2 separate regions of the Anser cygnoides genome follow, and region 1 is linked to region 2. A link is a contact called in public Hi-C data. All regions are on one chromosome and are shown on one strand. The core of a region is the stretch at or near the end of the contact, and the rest is flanking DNA. Distances in the headings are between cores, read along the strand shown. Region 1 holds the start of NUDT12 (nudix hydrolase 12). Region 2 holds the start of PPIP5K2 (diphosphoinositol pentakisphosphate kinase 2).

What was found. A called contact is a pair of places that touch in the nucleus more often than the background predicts.
Region 1: a contact with region 2 is called in a Hi-C map of liver, with 1.8 times the contacts expected there. The contact joins the promoter of NUDT12 here to the promoter of PPIP5K2 in region 2. A contact is called at or near these places in 2 of 7 Hi-C or Micro-C datasets (both in liver).

Annotation. Positions count from the first base shown.
Region 1 is chrZ:25,810,896-25,815,827 of Taihu_goose_T2T_genome, reverse strand. It overlaps NUDT12 (nudix hydrolase 12), which reads left to right and starts at 3,214. Exons shown (of 8, transcript XR_010827825.1): 1 at 3,214-3,685; 2 at 4,129-4,342.
Region 2 is chrZ:25,631,176-25,635,852 of Taihu_goose_T2T_genome, reverse strand. PPIP5K2 (diphosphoinositol pentakisphosphate kinase 2) reads right to left here and starts at 2,267. Exons shown (of 31, transcript XM_066988460.1): 1 at 2,152-2,267. GIN1 (gypsy retrotransposon integrase 1) reads left to right here and starts at 2,019. Exons shown (of 8, transcript XM_066988477.1): 1 at 2,019-2,165.

The DNA.
Region 1 (4,932 bases), core at 1,965-4,464, 180 kb before region 2:
GCACCTAAATTCTCCAGGTTAGCATCCTGGCATCAAAACATCTGCATCTCATGGGAAGATCCAATTACCCTGACACATTGCAGGAAAACACTTATTCCTTGTACTTATGACAGTATTAATGAACCACAGGAAACCTATTCCAATTTTAGTAGTCCATGTTGCCATTTATTTCTGCAGTCTTCTAGCTAATAATGTGGGGAAGACACACAGACTTTAAGAGTCTGAAACATTAACTTCCCAGAGGTATTGCTTCAAAGAATGTTCAGTTAGGGAGGGTTGCAAATCATATTCTTTCACTGATGTTATTTTCCTTACATATCCCCCATCCACTTCAGACAGGGGAAGTTCAAAGTATTCTCTTTGAGGTTCTCCATTTTAAAATTTATTTTTATTTTTTTTAACCTTCAGGAATGGGGAATCCCTGAACAGTTCCATGCTGTGGTAGAACCTAAACTTACGGTAGTTTCTGGCTCAAAGAGGTCTCTTCTGCATTTTTTCCATAGTAACATTAAGAGCTTGTTTTCGTAACAACTGTATACTGCTAAGCTTTTGCAGGTAAGGTTATGAAACAACTGAGGATCAACACTTCGGTTCAGACTGCTTCTCTCCCATTTGTACTATCATTTTGCCATCTTTTAGGGTAACAGGAGCAGTGCTGTCTCACTTCTTGCAGACACTTCAACTCCATTTTGCCCGCACATTTTAGTGCTCCCAGTGGCACTGTTACATTCTTTACAGAGCATGCAACTTTTTTCTAGAGGCTGCAACACAAAATGAATAGGGCATCAGAGCATTCAGACATGACTCTCTATTTGTTGTCTGCAGTAATCAGCATGCATTTTGAAGACAGTATCATTAGTCACTATCATTACAGAGCCACTAGAGACTCTTTCGAGATTGAAGTAAATTAGTGGTGCAGCACCCATTTCCATTCTCACACTGACAACCTTACTCAAACTCCAGAAGCCTTATAAATACACTTCACAACAATGTTCCCCACTACTAAAGAGCTAACAGACTCAGTCAAGTCAAAGGCTATACTAGACTGTATTTATATAACATACATATATGTTCACATACGCATATATTTTTCCAAAGTTCAAGGATTCAAGAATCATACCAAAGTCCAGCACCACTTTGACCCTCTTAATAAGCACTACTTAGATGCTAAATACTTCAAAGGTATCAAGTTTTTAAAGTGACAGTTAACATTGCATATTTTTCCAAAGAATCATTAAATTCGTCTTAGAAAATTCAGCTGTGATTAAATAAAGTTCCACATAACCACGAGAAATCATAACATTTTATCCAGCATTATAACTGAACTTGTTAGCAGAACTAAAACCTTTAAAAATTCATGAATGAAAATTCATGAAATAAAAATTCTTGAATATGAACATTAAGGAAACTGCCTATACTTCGTCTCATAGAAGCTTCAAGCGATATGCTTCTTTCTGAATTCCCAAATATCCATCTCTCAGCTTAGTCTCCCTCCTCATCTTCTGTCTGTGTACTAAGATGCTTTCTTATTCTTGATATTTTTCCTTGTCCAAACAAGGAAAGCAAGTTTCTAAGCTTTTATCAGGGTAACATGAGTTATTCCAGTAAACAAAGTTCTGTAGCATGCTACCAGACGAGATTCAGTTGCCTGAACACAAAGAATGCTTCAGCCCACCTGTGAGATCAGTGACTTTATTACACAGATCAGGATGTAAAGCTGCGTGGTGATAATTGAATATATGGCAGATTTAAGACACTACTAAGAAGATAAGTAATTTGTGCCTTTGAATGTCTATTATGTTATAAGTGAGACCATACAAATTTCTTGGTCTATCAGAAATATTTTATTAATTAAGTAAGCAGGCACAAGCAAAACAGCGCTGGGCGGCTGGGGAGTCTCCGCTCCACCACAGCACGCAACTTTCCCTTTTCAGTGTCGCCGTTTTATAGCATCCAAGTTTCGGTTTGTCAGGACTTGTTGGACCTTCTGAAGCTGCGCAGTTCGTTGTTGGGGGTCGTTGTTTTTCTTTCGATGATCATGCGTTGTGCTCGTGTTCAAGGGGGAGGGTAGTGAAGCGGGAAACAGTATTTCACAGAGTCTTTGTTTTACCAAGGATGTTTATCCAACACCCCCTCCCCACTATCTACTTGCTTAGTCTTCCCCCTTAACAAGGTCGTAAATTGCAAAACCTTATCTTCTCAGCAGATCCTCTGAATTCCTTTTAAAGACAATGAACAAACACCCGCTAATTTATCACATATTACAATGAGAAAACTATTTCCTACTTCAGTCATTAATAATCACAGAAAGGAAGAATGCCGCTGGAAATCACGTATTGAAGGGCTGGTGGCAGCTCTTCACCAGGTGGAAACAATTATTGATATATGGATAGATGACCCTCATTGTATCAGGTATGGCTAGATAGCTTCCAGCTGATTAAACAAAATTAAAATCACATCCCTTAACTTTCCATTTGTTCCTGTCTGGAAGAATACTCCTATCAATTCCTCATGCACACACTCACTGCTTCGCTCCTGCATTGCTCCTACTGGGGATAGAAAGGGAGTGCATCTCACAGGGCTAGTTCTCTGCCGAGGATAGCTAACCACAGGCCATGCTCTTGGTGCTTATTCAGTGCACTCTGATGCCGCTTTTGGTAGCTCCTAGGACGTAATGATAGCTTAACTACACGCATTCCTCTAGGACTGGTGCAGCCACGATTTCCCCAAGCTTTCCACAGCGTCAATGAAAGTGTGTATGTTAACCTGCCTCCTGGTGTTTTTAGGCTTTCCGGCCTCCCTTTTAACTACCTCCCCCAGCTGCGTATCATTTGCTCCACTTGTCTCGCAAACACTCGTGCGTTCTATTGATAACTTGGTTTTGCTTTCTGTTAGCGTGGTGGGAAATAAACAAGTAAACAAAGCCTGGCTGGTCTCCGTAACTAAAACCAGGTATCGCCCGCAAGTCGAGCCGTCCCTCCGTTCCTCACCCTGCCGGCAGCATAAACTCTGTCCCGAAACCTTCTCCCCCTCTCCCCCATTCCCCCAGCCGCCCTGAAGGCCGAGTCCCGTTCCCAGACTCCAGCCTCCAGCCAGCCCGCGCTGGGCAGGCCTGGGCCCGCGGGGCGGGGCGGCGGCGGGACGCGCCCCCACGGCGGCGGAAGGGCGCCCGGAGTCCAGCTCCCCGCGGCGACCGGGCTGCTCACGGTAACGGGGCTCCCCCGAGCACCTCCCCGTCCCGTGCTGCCCCCCTCGCCTGGTCAGCGCAGCGCTGCGGTGCCCCCCCGAAGGCTGCCCGGGCTGGGATCCGGCGGTGCCTGGCCAACGCCAGGCACTGGCGGCGGCTCGGGGCGTGAAGTGGGTTTGTGAACGCGCAGGTCATCGGCGTTGTTCGTGGCGAAAAGCCGAGTTTGGCCCTTTTTGGTAGTCAGTCATGCGTCAGCGGCTGTGTTTGTAATGCTGTTCAGAGATGCCGCGGGGGTTGTGAAACGTCGGGCCTCTGGAGGAGGGTGGACAACGGAGTTTGGTGGCGCTGAACGCCCCTGAAATGCTAGAGGTGCTTGTTTGCCGCAGAGACTGCCCTCTGAAGGGATCGAAACCTCAGGAGTCATAGCGCAAGTTACTAAATTAATTTGTCACCGCTCCCGAGTAGAGATCCACTCAGCAAAAAGCGCCTCAGAGTGAGGTGAACAGGCCTTTTCCCTGGAAGGGGACTGCTGTCTTACATTTATTTTGCATTTTTTTTTAGAATATCCGACCGAGATTCGTTTATTGGAGTGGACTTTTGCACTGTTCAAAGGTCTTATCTGTGTACTTGTTTGATCAGAAACCAGAACATGTTTTCCATATTCAAATAGGCTTCAATTTCATAGTACAATATTCTTGTCCTTAAGCCTCTTTCAAACGAGTCTTGATTTTTAGGGTAAAAATTTGGCATGTCTGGTGATGTGTGGGACTAAGATTTGTTGAGGATTAACAATTTCATGCTAATTATAAGAATTTTACTGTTATATCACCAATTTGGTGACAGTGTTGGGTTGCCTTTATAGCATTAAATTTATGTCGTTTACTTGAATTGTTTTTACTAATGGCTGATATATTTTCATGCATTTTTGCTTTCCAACTTAGCTGAGACAATGACAGGCTTTGAAAAGAACCTCCATCAGGAAATGATTTCTCAGCTGCATAATTTTGCTGCTGTTGGAGATGCAGCCAAACTGAAAGCGTTGCTCAGCCATTCACCATCACTTATCAATGCAGCTGCAGATAACGGCTGGACGGCCTTGATGTATGGTGCAAGAAATGGACACTTTGACATAGTACGGATTCTTCTGGAAGAAGGGTAAGCTGTTTAGTAGGTCCCACTGAAGAGTTCTGCCCTAAATTTCTTTCTGTCCAGTTAAATATGACGTCAAACAAGTAAATTTACTCAACAGATAGTGGAAGAATATTCAGGCTTAAAATTCAGAATTACATGCTTTGTGTCATTTTATAACTGGATTGTGCTATTTGCTAAAAACTGTTGAAAAGATATAAGGATCCCTAAAATTATTGATCTTCAAAGATACATTGTCAGTCCTCACAGAAACCTGCAGAACAGAACAGAATTTGTACCCCATTCCAAACAGTGTTCTGAATATAAATTTGATGTATGTGATTGTTCTACTTAGGCTTTTTCCGTAAGGTTTAATTGTAATCCACTTGCATCTATGTTACAGTGCAGAATGTTTGCAGACATATTGACCATTATGTAGGATATGACAGACGTACCTACACCAAAGTTAGTGATTTCTGAATTTCATGCTGCTTTTCTTTTAGATGTGTCTTCCTTCCTCTTTCAGCTGTCATATTTTTTTATTCAGTCACTGTGACACCATGCATGTTCTTTGCTTGTCAAAGACTTGTTTTAATACATTTGTTGTCCATCTTCAA
Region 2 (4,677 bases), core at 1,018-3,517:
GTTTCACTTCACTGCTCTACTAAGACCTGAAGAAGCATTCTGAAGAACCAACAAGAGCCAGAAGTCTTCCTTGACAGTTATTTGCTCCAAACATTTTCCCTGGCCTGTTAATTTCTGCACTGTTACCTGCACTCCATCTTCAGCTCTTAAGTGCACAGGTGCTTTTACTCACGCTTTTTTTTCTGCTTGGTAACCACCAAGACATTTTTCTGATAAACTACTTGAAACCACTGAGACAGGAGGGAACAGAAACAGCGTTTGCTCTGCTCCACTCAACTGCTCTGACCACTAGGCTGCGATAATCTAACTGCACGTTCCCCATCCACCAACAGTTTTCTTTGAAGCTGTGGGTTTCTTCTTACAGGAGAGAGCTCCCTGCTCCAGGTTCCAAGCAGAAGATACCTACTGTGCCAAAACTTACCAGTGTGATGCCTATGCTCTAGACCAACAGGAGTCCAAAAATACCCACCTTACTGGCATTTTCTACTGGAAACAACTGTGGCTAGTGCTGCTTGCTTACATTTCTTGAAATAACATAGTTGGACTGGACAACTAACTGCAGTTGCCCAAATCTGCCAGAGACATGGATGTTTTTACCCAAGAACTGTTCTACCTACAAGCTTGTGCCTAAAGTGGGGTTTCAACCTGACCCTCTGTATCACCGCAGCATAACCCAGCCAACTAAAACTTTACAGCTCCACACAACCATATGAACCAGGATTCTGTTAAAAAGCCAGCTTATAGAGAGCAAAGACATGCCCTTTATGTTGTCGATGAATGAGGTTTCTAGTCTTAAAACACAATGGCCATAGTTTTCAGACAGTAACTAGCTTGCTGACTTACCTGTATTTGATTTCCTTCCTAGTAATTCTGCAGTTAAGCAAAATATTTCTAGACATTTAGAGTTAACAAAGTGAAATATCTTTTCAATGCAAATATCTTTCCCTCATCAAATTATTCACTCGCAGAACCATTTTTTTCCTAACATCTCACTGCTTAAAAGTACAACTTTTCAGCACGCGTATGGAGGTCTGCTGAAACTTACTCAGAGTTTTAAAATGAGGCACCCCAAATACTGCATTTCTCACAGCCTTCAACCCTTCAGCAGTCAGAGAGTTGAAACGGGAATGTCAACTACTAAAATCATTCAACACAAGAGTCAGAACTGCCTTAAAAGAAAAAAGAAAAAAAAAAAAAAGCATTCTGCTAAACATCACTGTCATCCCTCAGACAGAAAAGGAGAACTTTTAAAAACAGGCAAACAAACCGATGCTTGGCATGCATCACTAGCGCTGCTCCCGCACAGCCACAGAACAGATAACCTCCATATCATTAATTGTCAAGTTCATTTCCTAATCAAACCTTGCCAGGCACATCTCACGCAGACACCTATATTTGCAGCAACTCTGGATGTTCCGAGGAAGGCCGGCTTTTGTTAGAGATCCGATTCAAAGACGTGAAAACAGCTTCCCCGCGTGCTCGCGGACAGAAGAGCCTCTTACTCTGACTTTATACTTGCAGAGATGCGAAAGCCCAGTACCACAGCCCCGGCAGCCCCTGCGGGCCTGCTCCCTTCTAACCACAGCCGCCAGGAGCACAAAACTCCTTCGCCAAAAGCACCGGCCAGCCAGCGCACGCGAACCGGCACCAAAAACCCCACGTTTCTCACGGGTGAAGCACAAACACGTCCCGTCGCACCGGCCGGCTGCCCCTACCAGGACCAGCTTCATACCCGAGCGGCTTTGTTACTCTGCCCGAACCACAAGCCGTGGGGCTCGATGGGGGCCGTTACGAGGGGGGGGGGGGGGGGGGCGCTGTGAGGGCCCCCAACCGCCGCCAACCGCCATCAACCGCCCGCGGCCTCGCCTCGCCTCACCTGTGCGTGGCGCCGCCGCCGCGCCCGGCGCCGTCCCCGCCCCCGCCGGCTCCCATGGAGGAGCCGCCACCGCCTCGTGCTCGTGCCCGTACTCGTGCCCGTGCTCGTGCGTGCTCGTGCCCGCGCGCCCCCGCCCCGCCTCGCCCCGCCCCCCGCGGCAGCCCGCCCCCACCCTGTCCGCAGCTGCCGCCGCGCTTCCGGGGGCGCCACATAAGTCCCGCGAGGGAGGTGGCAGCCGCCGCGGTGAGGAGGGCGGAGGGGAGCGGCCGTGGTACCTCGGCTGCAGCAGGTGCGTGCAAGGCGGCGCCCCACGGCTGGCCAGGGGCGCGGCGCGCAGGGCGGGACGGGGTGGGGAGAGGTGGGGGGGGAGGAAAAAAGATCGCGTCGGCACCGCTCCGCGCATGTGCGGGCCTTGCCGCTTCGAGCTGCCTGCTCCCGGCGTGCCCCGCGTGGGGGGGGGGGGGCTGAGAGCGGCGCGGTGCATGATGGGGGTTGTAGTCTGGAGGGGGGCGTGGCTGGGGCGCGGCGGGAGGTTGGCAGTGAGGGCCACTTCCCTTCGCTTTCCTTCCCAGCGTTAGCGAGTTACTCGCCGCGCGATGGCCGCGGGCCCTTACTGCCTTACGTGGCCGTGGGCGGGCGGCGCCATCTTGCGAGCCTCCCGTAGCGCCCAGGTGCTGTAAGGTGCCCCTGTGGGGGGCACCTGGCGCGGCCAGGAGTGCTGGCTCCTGGGATGGAAAGCGCCTCGCAGTTACCGTAGTGTTTTTGAGGGAAACTGGATGTTAAAAAGCGAATTAGCCGAGTCTTAAGAGCTACCACTGCTTTGGCTAAGACACTCAAACAAAGAGGCCGGGTTATAGGAAACTTTCGATCTCTTTGACTAAATATTTTCCTTGACTGTAAAGCAGTGCTTTCTTTTCCTACTTAAAAAGTGTTGGGAACTGATTATTGATTGTATAATTACATCATTTTTATAGAGTGCTAGATAAGTTACAAATACTGGCAGAGGTAGCATACGAATTACCTGTAGCAATGATTTATTCCGAAATAAAACTGGAAGATCACATAACTTGTTGTCTTCAGATTTATTTTTTTCCCAAGATAGAGCAAAACAAACTATAAAGACCGTAGTATTGGGGGAAAAATGAGTAGGGGCTCAGGAAACCAAATATAAAGGCAGGAAGCGCACTTAATGTCTTCCTTTTAGGCAGTGATCCAGCAGTCTGCTCCAGTACTTAAATTTGATAGTTTAGGATCCTGGTCAGTACTCTAAATGCATGTGGATGCTCCATCATGTGTTCTTTCTTCACTGGTTTATGTGCACTCTACCCAGTTTTTATATCAGAAACTGACACAGCAGGAATGAAGACAACTTCTCTTCAGCTGAAGTATGAGCTGTGGTCCTGCTCAGATGTGTCTTATGGCTGTGCAACATTTTTATTTTTTAGAGCCCACAGCCATGTGCTGCATAGAGAACATTCACTGTCTCAAACAAGATGTGCATGATGAGCAAAAACTACTGAAAGAATACAGGCTGTTCTGGAATGTGTTTTCTTGCAATATGTGAAAATCTGTAAAACCAAAATGGTCCTTTATCCCAATGTTTCAGTGAGGAATTATACCTTTTGACTTCCAGATGTGCTTGGGTAACTGCTGATTCACCTTCAGGAGAAGCCCTGAGCGAAGCTTAAGTGCATATCCCTTGTAAATAGAGTGCTGGTGAAGAACAGTTAAAATAATCTTTTCTTATCAGATATGCTAGTTAATCAACTGCTTTAAAACAACAACAATAATACTCTTATCATGGTAGCCTCACCTTCCTTCCTGCTCTTATCCAATTTACCAATTCTGTCAGCTGTTTTGGCTTGTACTATCAGCTCTAAATTTCCAAGAAACTGCTCTGCCAGCCAAGATTGCTAGAAACAGTGCCATGTTCTGGCTTCAGTCCTTCCTATTCTGAAACACCCTCTTTCCTGGTAGAGAGGGTTGTACTGCTAAGCGTTTTATCTGTACAAGTTCTCTCAATTAGGAGAGAACTGCTTTAAAATTGTAATGTTGAATGACAAGAGACTTGGCTGTTTGTGAAAGCCAGGTCTTGCTTATGTAAAACGAAGTATTCAGTGGGGCAAAGGTCTTGTCATTGCTTGAATGTGAAGTTCCTGGCATTCATTTGATGTTGATAACACAGCCCAGCTATATACGAGGAATATGATATTCTATAAATAACATACAGCATTTCACTTTCTGGGAGAAACAGTGTGACTAAAAGCAGACATAATCACGGTAGAGCTTTTTACCTCTTTCCAACTCCCCGTATAGTAAAGGCAGTGAGAATCTTGAAATTGGAAAATAAATATCCTGACTTACACATTAAGCTTTCAAATAGCATCACCGCATGATGAAATTGCATGGATGCTGGAGTGACTGGATATTGTCATTTTCCCCACAATCATGTGCCACTTAGCAGATAGGGCAGACAGGCTGATTATTGCTTTTAGCAGGCTATGCATTGCCACACTGTGTAGTCTTGGGACGCTGCAAAGATAAGGAAGAAATTTAGCGAATGCTCTGGATAACGAGCATTCATTAAAAAATTGTGACATGGCAGACTCCAAGTCTGATCCTGCTCTTGTAGGAGGCAATTAGAGCAGGATCAAAGAGCTGCTCCATCTACTTGTTTATTAATGGAGGAGCAGATCTTAAAAAACAAAAAAACACTGAAATCACATAGTGTCTGCATGAATATGTCTGTCTGTCATTAACTGATAATTATTTTGAGGCTACTCATGGTAGACCTAAACTTT